Regions from separate parts of the Mus musculus genome. Here region 2 is linked to region 1. Evidence: chromatin contacts called from public promoter capture Hi-C data. All regions are on one chromosome and are shown on one strand. The core of a region is the stretch at or near the end of the contact, and the rest is flanking DNA. Distances in the headings are between cores, read along the strand shown.

The links. Capture Hi-C pulls out chosen DNA fragments and counts their contacts.
Region 2: a promoter capture Hi-C map of adipose tissue shows a contact between it and region 1. The contact joins two enhancer-like sites. A contact is called at or near these places in 2 of 9 other capture datasets (adipose tissue and liver).

What each region holds. Positions count from the first base shown.
Region 1 is chr10:13,832,761-13,840,560 of GRCm38.p6, forward strand. The region is part of intron 1 of Aig1 (androgen-induced 1); the gene reads right to left. Among named protein-coding and RNA genes, the nearest start is that of Aig1, 32 kb to the right of the region's middle. Within about 2 kb of position 4,706, at least 38 of the 459 cell types and tissues checked have an H3K27ac peak or open chromatin away from gene starts, as enhancers often do. A contact at or near this core is called in adipose tissue, where this site is marked.
Region 2 is chr10:14,114,605-14,122,404 of GRCm38.p6, forward strand. All of the region lies in intron 2 of Hivep2 (human immunodeficiency virus type I enhancer binding protein 2), which reads left to right. The region is part of intron 2 of Gm51759 (a long non-coding RNA gene); the gene reads right to left. Among named protein-coding and RNA genes, the nearest start is that of Gm51759, 8.8 kb to the right of the region's middle. Within about 2 kb of position 2,612, at least 25 of the 459 cell types and tissues checked have an H3K27ac peak or open chromatin away from gene starts, as enhancers often do. A contact at or near this core is called in adipose tissue, where this site is marked.

The DNA.
Region 1 (7,800 bases), core at 3,456-5,955:
TTGCTGTATAAATAGCCAGAGCGGGCGCTTCGAAGATTGCCACAAGTGGAAATGAAGCAGAAGTGTGCAAAGCATCAGGTTCTGATCACCAGAGATGAGTCAGAGAACAACTCTATGCTTAGGGAATTTCTCAAGTCATATCGTAAGACTAAAGATGTCTGGATCTCTGTCAGCTCCCTGTCAGCCCTCACAGAGTGTGGGCGAGGCATTGATGACCACACCAGGGAGTGCTATTCTCTGTGACTGTTGGTCAACATCCAGTGTCCTGTGTGACCAATACCAGGGAGGATTCAAATGAGAGCTGCAATGAGATAGCATTTTCTCATCAAAATAGAGATACAAATAATTCTAACTCAGCCAGAAAGCTCATTGTGGGAATGCAACTCAGACAAACACTGTGAATAACAACAGAGATGTAATAGTGTAGAGATTGCCGTGCTCTCTTGATCTGGTGACTCAGTTTCCTAACAGCAGCGGTTCTCAACTTGTGGGTTGACACCCCACTGGGAATCAAATGACCCCTTCATGGAGGTCGCCTAGAACCACCGAAAAACACAGATATTTACACTATGACTCACGACAATAGCAAAGTTACAGTTATGAAGCAACACGACACACAATTTTATGATTGGGGGCTCACCCACCGTATTAAAGAGACACAGCATAGAAAGGCCGAGAAGCACTGCCCTAAAGAAACCTCGGTATGTGAGAAAGTCAGCGTCAGCTCGCACTGCTTTACCAGAGTTGAAGCAATGACATGTTGTTGTTGTTGTTTTTAAATAGTGGACTGAATAAACTATGCTCGACTTATGCAAGAAAACTCTCACCTCATAACAAAAAGGTTTCAATCTTTGCAACAAAAAAATAGTGAACTAAAAACAGAGGCAGGAAATGGCATATTTTGACACTATTAAAATAAATCATGAAACAAATATAAGGACATGGTACGGGCACGTGCAGTGAGCAGGAAGAAACACCCAGAGATCAATAACACTGAATTCAGACTGGAGGGCTGGCTTGGCCTTGAGACAATTTGCTGCCTGTCTACTCCTGAGGATCTGACGCCCTCTCTGGTCTCTGGGAGCACACACATGTGGTGTACACTCGAACAGGCACACACAAATAAAACTACATAAACAGCACTAAACTCAAGTACTTCTGGAAAAGAAGAGGCCATAAGAGGAACATAGGCGCTCCAGTTGTGTTGATAATATTTAACTTTCATAACTGATCACTGAGTAGGTTGAAACTCTATTATTTTCTCTATTGTGTTTCAGTTCATCTTTTTTCGTATCCTATGCTACTATTTCAATCCTTTCCCTGTAACTCAGCCCCTCTAATTTTAAGGGCCGGGTAATCAGTGCAGGGTTGGGTGAGCTCAAAAAACCTAGTGGTGCACTATGTGCAAAAATCCGACAGCATCATTTTTTTTTCTACAGGAAAAGAAAATAGAAATTTGGCTTGGTGCCAATGAAGCGTAAGTATCTGGAACTCACTCGTGTGTTTTATGTAACCCACAGAATAAGGAAATTCACCCGGGAGACAGGCGCAAGGAAGAAGGCCTAATTTAGATTTCCATCATACTTTCCATGCAGGAATTCGCTACTATTCTTCATGTAAAAGCTCTAGGATACAGTCAATGGTACACTTGGTGCCTTCAATTGATGAACTAACATAAAATATTTGGATTTTCATGTAAATATATGAGTCAGTCTTTTTCAGATACAGATGTGAAGGCTCTTATAACTATTAGTTACATAGATGAAGCATACCTTACTTACTCATATGAGAAATTCTCAGTCACAGTGAGAAAAATCTGAGCGTCACCATGGCACAGTGGGTAGTGACACCGTACGTGACGTCATCTGATGGGTCAATGTCAAAATGCAAATCTGCAGCATCATTTCTAAATCTAAAACCCTTCATCTGCGATACGTAAATGGTGTTTTATGAGCCAATCAATTAAGAATATTGTATAAGATTACTTTCCAAATAAGTGTACAAGGCACACAAAAACTGGATTTTGTGTTAGACATCCCATCCTCAGGCCAGGGGATTGTATGCACATTATGTACAATATAAACCCTCCAAATCCAAACCAAACACAACATCCAAAATCCATTAACACTCCCGATTCCAAGCATTTTTGATAAGGCATATTCAACCTGTATCACATAAAAAATTGATACTGATAAACCTGAATTTTAAATGAATAAATGACTAGTTGTTTTTTGGGGGGGAAGCATACTTTTATGAAGCTATCGAAGGAAAAGGAAGAGGAGAGAAGTTGAAAACAGAAAGGAAAGGTGGAAAACAAACTCACTCTAGTAGAGGAGAAAACCAAAAGAATTTCTACAAAGAGACATGCACTAAATAGCACGTGGGAGCTCATATCTCAACTTGACAGAGCTAGAAACCCAAGAGACAAACATTTGAGCACATCTGTGAGAGTTTCTAGATTAGGCTAAATGAGATTGGAGACCCACTCTAAATGTAGGAGCCACCACACCTTAGCCTGGGGTCCTAGAATGAACCAAATACAGAAAGTGAGCAGGGTACCCACATTCATACCTCTCTCTCTCTCTCTCTCTCTCTCTCTCTCTCTCTCTCTCTCTCTCTCTCTCTCTCTCTTTCCCTCCCTCCCTCCTTCTCTCTCCCTCTCTCTCTCTCTCTCCTTGTCTCTGGCTGCCAAGGTAACCCCTTTCTTACCTTGCTTCATCAGCAACCTTGTCTCAACCATGAGGAAAGTCATTAATATTCTAAACAACAGAACTTGAACAGCTAATGGTATGCAGAATCAAAGTGTATCCTCGCCCTATGCAACGTGTCACCGAACGCATTTGTCCACTCACAAGTACTTGGTGGCTTCCCTGCATCTCTAGTCATCCCATTTGCCTCTCTCCTGCCTGCATACAGTGACCTCAACCTCCCCAGAACTCCTATGAGCACTTCTCCAAGTGAGAATGCACCAAGGAGAGGGAGGCAAGACGAATGGTTTCCTAGAGCCTCAGCCTAAGGAGAAAGAGGGAACTTGGCTGGTAGTTAGTGTTTCTTTAACAGAACAAGTCAGGGATGCAAATCCATGGTAATATGCTTGCCTGAGATGATAAAGGTCATGGGATCCTAATACCCACCAAAGAATGGAACAGTCTGTTGTTAGCTTTCATCATCAAAAGATGATGTAACATGTCTAAAACATTCCACCATTCCTTCACCAGTGAGTTGACTTTGGGTTATTTGCTTAAAGAAACAGTTGGCCAATACTGAAACACGATTTGGATTTCTACTACATTTACTAGAGTTTGATTCCCATGGACAGTTACCAGATCCCACGGGGAACATCTAATGCCTCAAAGTACTACCCTGTCTTCTTGAAACTCACCACACTGCTTACAGTGTAATTTTACATGGAGACGCACATGCGAGTCTTAAGCAGGGTTACCTTGAAGAATCATTTGGCTCCAACCACTCTGCAGAGCTGGCATTTCCAACCCGTCAGCTCAGCATGACCTGGATGTACACCATCTGGCCGTGCGTTTCTAGCAGGCTGGTTGCTTGTGTTGTTTTCCACCACATGGAAACTCAGTGGCCCATTGCATCCTGTCGCTCCCAAGAATTGATCAGAAAACAAAACCATCTCAGGGTATTCTGGAGCCACTGAGTGTTTGATCCTCTAGAACGTGCATTCTCCACAGTCCTTCTGCACTGCTTCTCCACCTCCCCTTCCTATCCGGAAGTCATGTCTTACTTAATGATCCACTTATGAATGAGGGCTCATTTTCACGAGAATAAATATTCCATGCATATTTTCACACACTATCAATTTGAAATAAAGATTGAGTGGCATTTTCTTTTTCTGTGGAATGTATTAAATGCTTGCCATATTCTGTACATTGGGGGAAAGTCCCTAGACTCCTAGCATCTATTCCTAAACAGATACGGTCTTTCTGTCCAGAACATATTTTATTTGACTCCAGTATACCTGCAGTTTATTAAATGGAATGAAATTGCTTTAAATTATAGTTCATTCATCAAATTATGTTATTAACTGGTTAGTATTTTAAATATTCCTACTGAACTGAACTCAAGTAAGAGACAAAACTGCACCAAAATAGAGAAAAAAATAAAAGCAACATGTGAAGTAAGAAATGCAAACATTACTTACAGAATTTTAAGAGAGCAGAGTGTAGCTGCCTTGATTTGATCTATTAGGGTTTCCTGGCTCCTGTCTACACTAGTAGCGGTGCTGTCCTTCTAAAAGACGGGGCAAGGAGTGCCATGTGGGTCTTGGAGACCCTGTTATTTTCAAGTTAGCTTTTACCGTAGTACACAGAAGCAACACGATGGAGGGAGCTCAAGGGTGGGGTGGCAACGGGAAGTGAAGTGGCACGGGGCATGGAACGAGGAACTGGGGAGAGAACAGATGGGAAGGAGGCAGCCAGAGTTATCGTGTTATACATAAAGGCCTGGAGGAGCTTCTGTGAGACAAGAGCATTAATTAAGGCGGAAATGATGAAGAAATAAAAAACCAAACCTACCTGGGATTTTCTAGTTAGAGACTATAAGGGCATAACCTGGCATTGGATGAATCTATGTATATTGCAAAGAATATATACAATGCAAAGAAGAGAAGACAGTAGACTGTATGTTGTTTATTTATTCCTATAGTCTGACTACATGTGCCATATACATACATATATGATATACACATATGTGACACATACATATATGTGACATATACATATATAGGACAGATGTTTGTGTGACATACACATATATAAAATGAATTATATATCTGGAAGACACAGAGATTTCTCCCCTGCAGAAAAGTCAATAAAACCTTCAGGAAAGTGGTATGAACTCTGGCCCCTCCTGTATTTTTTCCTCCCATCATATGAAGCCTCGCAGTGCAGGAATGGCTGTTTTGTTTTTAGTTCCCAAAAGCTGCAGTGATCTTCTTACTGGAAACCAGCCCCTACAGTGTCTGTGTGGGAGGGGGGAGCTTCCTGAAGGAGTTGGGCAACACATGGGAAGGAGAGACACACCATCACCCAGAGGGACTGTAACACAAGCTCTTTGAGGAAGTCCCCCCTTCCACAGCTCTCTGACTCCTTAGTAATGCATGTCTTCTCCTGTCATGGGATCAAGAGCGAAGGCCAAAAGTAACTCAGCAGCACGAGGTAAGCGACTCACTGCAGAGCCGGACAGGAGAGCTCCGCAGAGATCTGCCGTGCGTTTGTTTTCACGGTCTTCCCCCCAGGCACGTCTGAACATCTTATAGCCATTGCACAGTCACAAAGTGGGCGGTCATCCGTGACTGGGGGATCCATGACCGGTTACATGTTTAAATGCTACACTGCAAAGTCATCAATGTGTTTAAAAGTATTTCATGCTCCCTCCCGCTGAGACTATGTCCATCAATTCCCCGGCTGGTGAATTGTCCTCCCTGACCCGTGGAGGTCAGCCTCACCAAGCCAACATGGACCTATCACGCAAATGACTGAAAGTGTCACCTAAGTGACCTGCTTGGAGCCTGGCCATTTTCAAGAAGCCTTTACCACAGGCATTTCTGAGGAGATGGACTAACTGCACCACGAAGCTCCGTGGTTTGCAGGCTGTGATTTAAAACCCCCCCGCTCATGTGCGCAGATGTTTACCTCATAGCACTCCGTCTCATTACTGGAAATCTATGGAACGAGCCATAAGTCAGCACTAGCAAGAGATACATTTGGCCATAACAAAAGAATGATAATCCTTTCAGTCAGAAATAATATGCTATGATAAGCAGCATGGGAAGACAAGACTTGTCAAGGAAAATCGTAACAATATTTAAGTACAAGGTGGACAGTTACCTAGAGAAGGTATTGACATATGTTCCCCACAGGCAAGGGTACAGTCAAACCACACTGCATAAAAACTCAGTAAGGGGACAGCAGCCAACTTTCCACGGACTCCCTTCTCTGGAGCAAATGATGATAGGAAGTGCCCAACCTGCCAGTGTTCCGCCTCCATGTCCACAGCTACTGGGAGGGTCCTACTCTGACACCACGAACTACTCAAAAAGTGGAGACGTTTATAGAGTTCATATAAACTGTTAGTGCAGCAGGGATCCTTGTTAACCTGGAATTAAAACCACTATTGATCGCTTAAACAAGTATTTATTGATTAACCACTAGCTACAAACTCTAAGTAAACTGTAAGTGAGGAAATGCAGGCTGTTAAATGGTTGTGCATTTGCTGTCTAGAATATGTCCAGACAGGCCTAACCTCCAACATACTAGTGTCTGTATTTGCCAAATATATGATGTGTAGTTTCAGCACATTAATAGCAGGGAGTCATTATGCAGGGGAAGGGAGGATGCATTTAGGAGTAGAAATGTTTGTAAAAGTGAATTAAATCTTCTAATACCATAAAATACATTCCAAGTTTTTACTTATCAAGACAATTTATCTCACAGATGGCTTCAGCACCGGATGACATCATTAAAGGGCTACAGAATCTAAAACCTAAATCAAAGATGCTCTTGACCCGAGTCAGGATCAGATGGGATCTTAACTGATATGTGACCTAAAATCAGACAACAACCCAGAACCTGTGTGGGACGTGTACACGGCAACAGAAAGTGAATGCGAAATTGCATGAATAAAGCCAATTAGCTAAGAACCCCTAACCTCAGAAATGTCTCTTGTAAGTATTTTAAATCTATGACATGCTCTTTCCAACATTCTGTCTATATAATTCAGGTGTAGATGAAGGCAAAACTGTCTCTAAATACTGATCTTTATCATGGGAAATAGGACCTCCTAGGCAAATGTTTCAAGATAAGTTTTATAAGGTTTTGCCCCTTCTCAGACATTATCTGCTCCAATTGGCGACTTCCACATTATACTGACCTTCAAATAGAACACCTTGGAGTTTGCCAGTGTACGTGGTAAACTCCCACAAGTAGTTGAATCATATTTTCAAGTTTGCTTTTTGTTATTTATTATTACACAATTTTTGTTGTGTAGTTATTTATTAACTACAGAATATATGCCTTTAGATTAAGTAGATTTATGTGGGCTCTAGGTCCTTTCAGTTTGAGAAAGTATATGACTAGTGCTACAAGAATCCCACTACCATCCAAGTGAAATGGCAGCATGGATCTTAGATACATTAAAAATACCTAAGATACTTCATAATTTCATAGTGACAGAAAAAAAGAGAATGTGAGAGTTCTCGTTTGTATGAGGAATGCAAACAAGTGTTTATTTTTGTTCTATACCTTTGGGAAACAAGGACAAATTTCGTCAAGTTGGAGCCACACACCCTTATGAACAGCCTTCTGCATGCCTCACAGAACACCAACTAGGAGATGGCATGGAACAAGGGAACTACAGGCATGCCTCTCTCCTTTATCATGACCTGCTTTTAAAGGAAAAAGTAAGTACCTTTTTTATATAGGCACTTACTTATAAAGGCATTAGTATGTGCTTTTAGATTAAGAGGATGTATGTGGGCCCAGGGTCATTTCCGTTTGGGACAGTATGAGACTGATGGACTATGGTGCTTTGCAGTGCAAGGTCACTGGGGTACAGAGGTGTCAAATGAATAATTAGAGATAGATCATGTAGCTCAGACGGTCAGAGAAAAGCCTGAAGCCCAATGAGAAGCAGGAGAGGCGGGTATTGGGAGGTGTGAACATCTGGGAGATGGGAGCCCATAGCCCCAGAATAAATTCAGGCTATTTACATTGAAAAGATCCAAGTGTGGCTATAGCAAATAGGTCCCAAAGAAAGATTGTAGAATAAATCTCACAT
Region 2 (7,800 bases), core at 1,362-3,861, 280 kb after region 1:
ATAAGTGTATATGTATTCCTAAATCTAACCTGCTTAGTCTGTATAATATTAAAAATATGTATGTTTTCAGAGACGACCTTTTGGTATTGGATAACTAGTGGGCAAGCTCTTCCCTTGGAAAGACTGTTTGATTTTTTTTTTTTCCTGTCTCAGCGCTCCCTAGTTGCCTGTACTTCTTTACATAAGGTTGAAGCCTTGTGGGGTTTCCCTGTCTATTTTGACATCGTTGCTGTCTTTGTTTAGCTCATGTTTAGGTAGTCACGTTGGTGAGACTTTATGGCGTAGTTTCTGACATTACTAGGAGACACAATCTCCCAGCAAATTCTCTGATCCTCTGGCTCTTAATTCTTTCTGCCCCTCTTCCACGATGTTGCCTGAGCCTTAGATGTGGCCGTTGTTCTCTAGATGCATCCCTTCCACAAGTCTGCATTTGCATGGACTGTAGTTTTCTGTAATGGTCTCCATCTGTTTCAAAGACAAGTTTCCTTGGTCACAAATGAGGACACATACTTATCTGTGGGCATAATGAGAAATATTTAGAAGGTAGTTAAAGGCTATGTTGCCTCAGGGAAGTGGTGGTTGTAGGTTCCCCTCCAAGATCCATGTGACTCACTAGCCTTGTGTGTTCACTGGGTTTCTGCAACCCGGAGACTTTTTAAAACAACATTCATCAGCAACCTTTATGGCAAACTTAGTATTTATTAAATGTGATTTTTGTCACCTGGTGATTTTCATACAAATCTAATAACCTAAAAGTAAAGTTGTTTTTTTTTTTTAAAGTGGTACGTTGTAAAAAACAATGTACCACATATTCATTTCTAGGAAATGAAATCAAGAAACCAGCAGTTTGGGGAAATATTTTTCTTTTATTTTGATGGAGAAGCCAAGCTTTAAAAGATCACTTAAAATTAATGGGAAAATTAATTTTCCAAGAGAGTTTGACTATGTCTTCATTTTAATAATGAAAATAATTGCCTAGCTTGCAGGACTATAAGTGATTGCCTGTCTGGGCAAACTCACTCCAATCAATTCTGTGATATTCATCTTAATATCATTGGAATCTCTGCGTTAACATCACAGTAATGTTCTACAAGGTCAGAGCATAACAATGTCACTAAGGTTTGTTGATTTCCAAGAGAAAACCAAACTTGCAATAATTCAGGTTAAGTCACAGAATTATACATCTGTTGGGTCTACTTTCTTCTTCTTTGTGTGAAGTGGTGAAAAGGGAGCAGTAATCTGAAACTTCAGAGATAAGAACGTGGTCTGAGAAAAGTATGTCCCATTTCCGGTAACCCTTGTACAGCCAGAACTAAGGGCATTTCCCTGGTCTCAGCTTGTCAGCCATTCACAGGGGATGCCTGGTCAGTGGAGGTGGCTGGCAGTAATAGTGAATTGGAATTTGTGCTGATCTACTGAGAGCTGAGCTCTCTCTGTCTTTCTTACCTCTTCCTGTGGTGACTGTTAGATACCCAGTTACGGAAACTGCACAGAGTTGTTGCCTAAAACTTTCAGTTATCTATGGCATCTTGGCTCCATTTATGTCTTAGATGATGCGAATGCAAAAGAGTTCAATGATTTGTTCTCCTTTTATGCTGAGAGATGACATGGGTTTTGTTTGTTTGACTTTAGTATAAGTTCCTATTACAAAGGGACTTTATTTTCACTCTTTGAAAATGAGCAGACAAATCTTTATTTGTAAGGAAAACGAAATTTCAAGTAAATAAAAAAAAAATCACATCCCACAATTAACCAAACCCGCAGTCTTTGCAACTCAGTAGAATTTTGTACAATTAGAATAGGCATTCGGAATAGAAGCTGTGCAGCTTCACATTAAATTTTACACTTTTGATAGCAATAATATCTTATGCACCACCCAAGCCCTCTGCCCAAAAATCCAGAATGGACTTAGAACTAGAAAAACAATTAACCTTACAGCCTCTTCTAAAACTCACACTCATTATCTGGATTCAGTTCCCTCCTCAATCTCATATGTTAGCCTTTGTTGTTTTCTGTTCTTCATGTGATACTGTACCCACATGTGTATATACTCACATGTATACATATATTATTTTATACATGATATTTCTCTCATATTCCACATACAAGAGAAAATGTTTTTGCTTTGTTTTTCCCCCTTTCTGAGGCTGTGTGACCAGGCTTCTTTTGAATATGATTCTCCTCCTCCTCCTCCTCCTCCTCCTCCTCCTCCTCCTCCTCCTCCTCCTCCTCCTCCTCCTCCTCCTCCTTCTTCTTCTAAGAGATGCTATTTGAGTATGGTGGTATTTTCTTTTCTTTCATTTTTGGCTTTCAGACATTCTTTCTCTTCCTCTAATGGGAAGCAGCCATGGTCCTTGTCTTTGATGACATTTCCAGGTTAGAGAGGAGCTTGACAGCTGTCATTTTGAGTGTTCACAGTGGTTGATTTGAGGCAAGAAGAACCAAGTTTAAAACAGAAAATAAATCCAGCATTTGCTTAATAATTTGCTCTTGGCTGCGGTAGAATCTTATCTGGCCACCCACATTCATCTGCTTGCTGACGTGGCTTCTGCCTCAATCGCAGAAGCTATTTTTTGTGCCTTTTGTGTCTTTAGAGGAACCAACTGGGCCTGCTTGCTTGTAATGAGTCATATCTTAAAGTGCATAGGGTGTCCCAAAGTCCTACTTCAGGGGTGCAGTAAGGTGATGAGGGGAAGGGAGGAGGGGTGAGAACCCTCGAAGTCTTTGTAAGAGGTGGTCCCAGGACATGGCACCTTTTCACTGTCGGGTTGTGGTTCTTTAGTTCTTTGGCAAAAGTTTTGGGATCATCTTGCCACACTATAGACCAAGGTGCTGTTGCAGTCTTAATTAATAAATATACAGTGTCCATCTGTGGGCATGGCAGTCATTTTTTTTTTTTTTTTTTTTTTTTTAGTATTCTGATGTCCTGTGTAGCCCAGATTGACTTAGAATTTGCTTATCTTCTGCCCTCAGCTTCCTGAGTTCTGGGATTGCAGGTAGGCAATACCACACCAAGATGTATAATATTATTTTTTTGTTAACCTTTTATGCATAGAGTCAAAAAAATCTCAGATGGTATACTTGGGTTAAGTAATGTGATCTTCCTTGAATTTCTTTATACTAGATTTAGATAAATATTAATTCATAGTATAATAAAGTTCTTTTCTTTATTACTTACTAGTATCTATGAAGGAGCTCTAGTTTTTTCTCTTTTTTTGGTTTTGGATTCATAGTTCAGAAATTAATTTTAGCACAGAATGTAGCAGCTGAAAAGGAATTTTTATGAGGTTGTCTGAGCGTATGAAGTTACCTGATGATGACTCTCTATAGAAGCTTCGTGGGGAACCTCTGAGACCAGGAGACAGAATGGCAGCTTGAACTGCAGGGCCACAGCTTCCATGCTTGGTGCATTTGATTTGATTTTGTGCCCACAGTGCACATATGTGTGCAGTTGCACACACATGCACATGGAGGCAGACTTTGGGTGTCCTTCCTTAGGCACACTGTCCACTTTAGTTTTTGAGACAGTCTCTCCCTGGCTCGGAACTCACTGAGTATGCTACACTAGCTAGCTAGTGAACCCTGGAATCTGCCTAGCCCTGGCTGGGGATCAAACTCATGTCCTCAGGCTTACCAAGCAAGCACATTATCAACTGAACTATCTCCTTAGCCACAGTACATCTAGTTGTAACTATAGCATTGTGTTTTAAATTGCTTCTACTCTGTTACAAGAAATTCTCTTTTAATGAAAATATTTATTCAAAGATTTGCATTATGTTAAAAGAGAAATTTTTTGTAACATTTTTTTTAATTAGGTATTTTCCTCGTTTACATTTCCAATGCTATCCCAAAAGTCCCCCATACCCACCCCCACAATCCCCTACCCACCCACTCCCCCTTTTTGGCCCTGGCGTTCCCCTGTACTGGGGCATATAAAGTTTGCAAGTCCAATGGACCTCTCTTTGCAGTGATGGCCGACTAGGCCATCTTTTGATACATATGCAAGAACTCCGGGGTACTGGTTAGTTCATATTGTTGTTCCACCTATAGGGTTGCAGTTCCCTTTAGCGAGAAAATTTTTAAATTAAAGTAATGCTTTTTGAGTGATACAATCCCAAATTTTAGTTTTTGAGAGCTGGCAGTTTCTGTGGGTGAAGACACACAGCATGCCCATTAAGTTAACTGTCAGCACCAACAGCTTGAATGTTCTTGTTCATCCTTCAGGTTCTCAGAATTTGTCTGTGAACTTCAGTGAAGAGAGTTGGGAAGCAAAAACATTGTGATGTAGTTTATTGATATGAGGATAACAGGTTAATAACTAAAGTTCATTATTCTCTCCTATTGATTTCATGTGTGTTTGGAAAAGCAGTTTGGCTCTACAGTGAATGCATATATAAACACCCTCAGCCTGACAGGTGTGCTCCATTTAGAGAGAAATACCTTGTACGACATTTGTTTCTTTTGATTTCTATGCTAGGCCCACTTTAACTGTAACTTTTTCAATGGGGAGAGTCTCCTTTGAGAGTACATGTTTTTCTGGCATAGTTTATCCCCATATAAAGTTCTTAGTAATCCCAACCCTTATAAAAATAGCTTTTGCAATGCGATTGGGGAAAGAGGTCCCTGGAAACAACTGTCTGAGGCTCTAAAAATTTTATGATCAGATATTAAAAGTGCCATGCTAGAATCAAAATAGGTCATGTGCCTTGACTACATCTGCATGGCTACCCACTTGGGAAAACACGTCTCCATTTTCTCGGCACTCTCACATGTCAAGGTAGACTGCAAACAGGTCAAAGTACGGGACTGCCATCCGTGATTTGGTTTTCCCAGAAGTTCTCTCAAGTTGTCTGGCAGGGTCCCAGAAGATACACAGTTCTCTCCTCCTATTGGCAACTCAGTCATTTTAGGAAAAAAATAAAGATTTTATGGAGATTTTTACTAAGAGGAGCTTTTTTTTTCTTTTTTTTTTGCATAATTCATCTTTAAGGAAAGGACCTTTCCAAAATGATCTCCAGGAAATCAGTGTTCATCTGAACATTGGCACTGGTCTCAAGTTTTGAGAGGTTCCTTACCTCCTGGTACCTTCTGACCTTTCTTTCTGAGCAGTAGCTCATCAGTTGTATCATAGTGGTAGTGGTGATACCTACATTTACCAGTCGTGATCGTGTGTGTGTGTGTGTGTGTGTGTGTGTGTGTGTGTGTGTGCGCGTGCGCACGTGTGTGTGTGTGTGTGTGTGTGTGTGTGTGTGCGCACGCGCGCGCGTGCGAGTGGTCTCCGCTCTAGACAGGACCTCTTGTAGCCCAGGCTGTCCTAAGAAGCTAAGGATGACCTTGAACTGCTGACCTTCCCCTCTTCCTCCCCAGTGTCAGAATTACAGCTGAGGAACACCATGCCTGAGCTCATTTGTTTCTTAAAATATTTGATTAATGATCCTTGGCAACAGGAAAGTCTGTGTGCTTTCTGTGCCTATAAGTACAGGGCCACATAATCCTGCAAACCAATAAGAACGGCAAACCACAGCTAAGAAGCCGTGTTGAGTTTAACAATGTCTTATTAGTGAAATTGTAGAAGAAAAGAGGGTGAGCTTGTTGCCTGCTGGCATTTTACTACTTAGGATGTGATAATCTAGTAATGGTCCCTTAACATTTGCTGCCACCTACGTGAGGGTTAATTTCCCGAGATTAACTTTTTTCCCCCTGAGATAATGGTTTTCCCAGCCAAAAAGCAACACGGTAAGGTAGGTCTGCACCACGGAGCCGAGCCATCCCACCTGTCTTGCTGCCTAGCCCACTCTCTCTTTCATGCTGTAGCCCTTTCTTGTGTTCCAGTTGCCACAGGCATGGCTGCATGTGTGTGTGCATGCACATGTGCACGCGCACGTGGACATACACACACACACACAAAACCTGGAACAGTCACCCAGACTAGAATACCTTTTTCGGTACAAGCACCTCTGAAAAGTGCCACTGCCCAATGCAGTGACTGTTTTTCGTGACATCAAGACACCTTTTGGCTGTCACCCCATCCACAGGAACCCTCAGAATCCTCTGAATTTTGTCCTCAGTGCACTGAAACACTGGGAAAATTTTAAATGTGAATGTGAGACTGAGCTTGGAATATCGAGTCCTTTGTTGGCAGTGAATGCCAAAAAATGACTTTGTGTGGGTTTGGTTACCATAAAAAGAAATCCCAGTGAATAAAATGATAAATAGCTGTTTTCTTTTCATATAAGAATTGCTCTGCTATTGAATTTTTTGGCATATTAATCAATTGGGGAAAACTGGTATTTACTGACATGCTTTTTGAAAATTTGATAAATGGGTGTATATGATCAGAAAGAAATAATCTAGTTGTAAGTTACCAAGTTTATAGAACTTCATGGCTTTAAGCAGACCTATGTCAAGAAAGTTAAATTCAAATCCTGAAATATGCAATGGTACATTTGATTTTTGAAATAATACTAGTTTCCATAATATTTCCTGGACTCAAATAAATTTAATTTATTTTATGTGAATTTTCTCCCTATTATACTTTCCTCCCTAACATACTCTAATATTAATAAAATGTTTTCCCATTTATGACTATTATCATACACTTTAGTAATAAAAAACAAACCAAAGAATTTCTGTTTCTTTTGGAAAGCTAAACCTCTTAGTAAAATATCAAGTAACAACAACAACAACAACAAACAAACAAACAAACAACCCCATGTCTTTATCAAATGCTAGGTTTCACTTTGAAAGTCTTGTGGTCTTTAGAGGGCCTTCCTTTCCTTGGCTTACATGAAGGAAAACAGCAGGGGAACTGTTGAGTCTCCTCAGAGCCGGCCTTGGGAGTAAGAGAAGACTGCACCACATGTAGTCCATTGCCAGTACTTTCTATCACGTTTCCTTTCACAGCCACGATAAAGTGACTCACGACAGGCCGTTCATACATCCCTCCATGTCTATAGTATCTGTCAATGTGATCCTGAAGTTCCTGAGGGACCCAGCACGTTTTGCCCTTTCCCACCTTTCCTGTCTCAGGAAGATCCAGTGACTTATGAGTAACAGGGAGTTTGCCCCCACCCCCAATGGCACCTGAAAGAAGGATGTAAAATCAAAATTTAAAAATCATACATAAAAGGTTCATTTGGAATGGAACTTGTTCCTAATTTCATAGGGGTGTGTGTGTGTGTGTGTGTGTGTGTGTGTGTGTGTGTGTGTTTTACATACATGTTGAGTGTATAAATGTATGCGCCTTGATTTTTGCATGGATCCTGGATGTGGGGGTTGAACTTGGGTTCTCAGACCTGCCAAGCAAGCACTTTTAGCCTACTGAGTTACCACACTAGCCCCTCTGTATTAGCAGTCTCGAGCATTTCACTGGAACGAGGGCTGACTCTGCTATAGATGAACGTGGATCAGAGCATCCTGGGCCTGGGAGGCCCACACAGCTCTTCCTGAAGGACCTGGGAGTAAGAAGGAAGTCCTGGGAAATGGTGTTAACTCCTGGATTAAATAGTCGAGCAGCGAGCAAGCATCAATTGAAAGGCGCTTATCCAGAAAGTCTGCCTTTGAATTGTATATGGTGCTTTCTCTCCTCATTCTGAAATCTATTTTCAGAATAGACCTATTCTTTGATAGGAGTTTTATTTGGTTTGTCTGTTTTGTGTTTTGTCCTCAGTAAGGATGAATGGTATGTGTCTAGTCACTGGTTTTAATTGAGTGCTGTAAAACGTAATGGTAGCTGTCTGATTTAGAAAGATAACTATCTCGTCAGATGAAAACATTAGTACATTATAGCCTTTCTTTTCA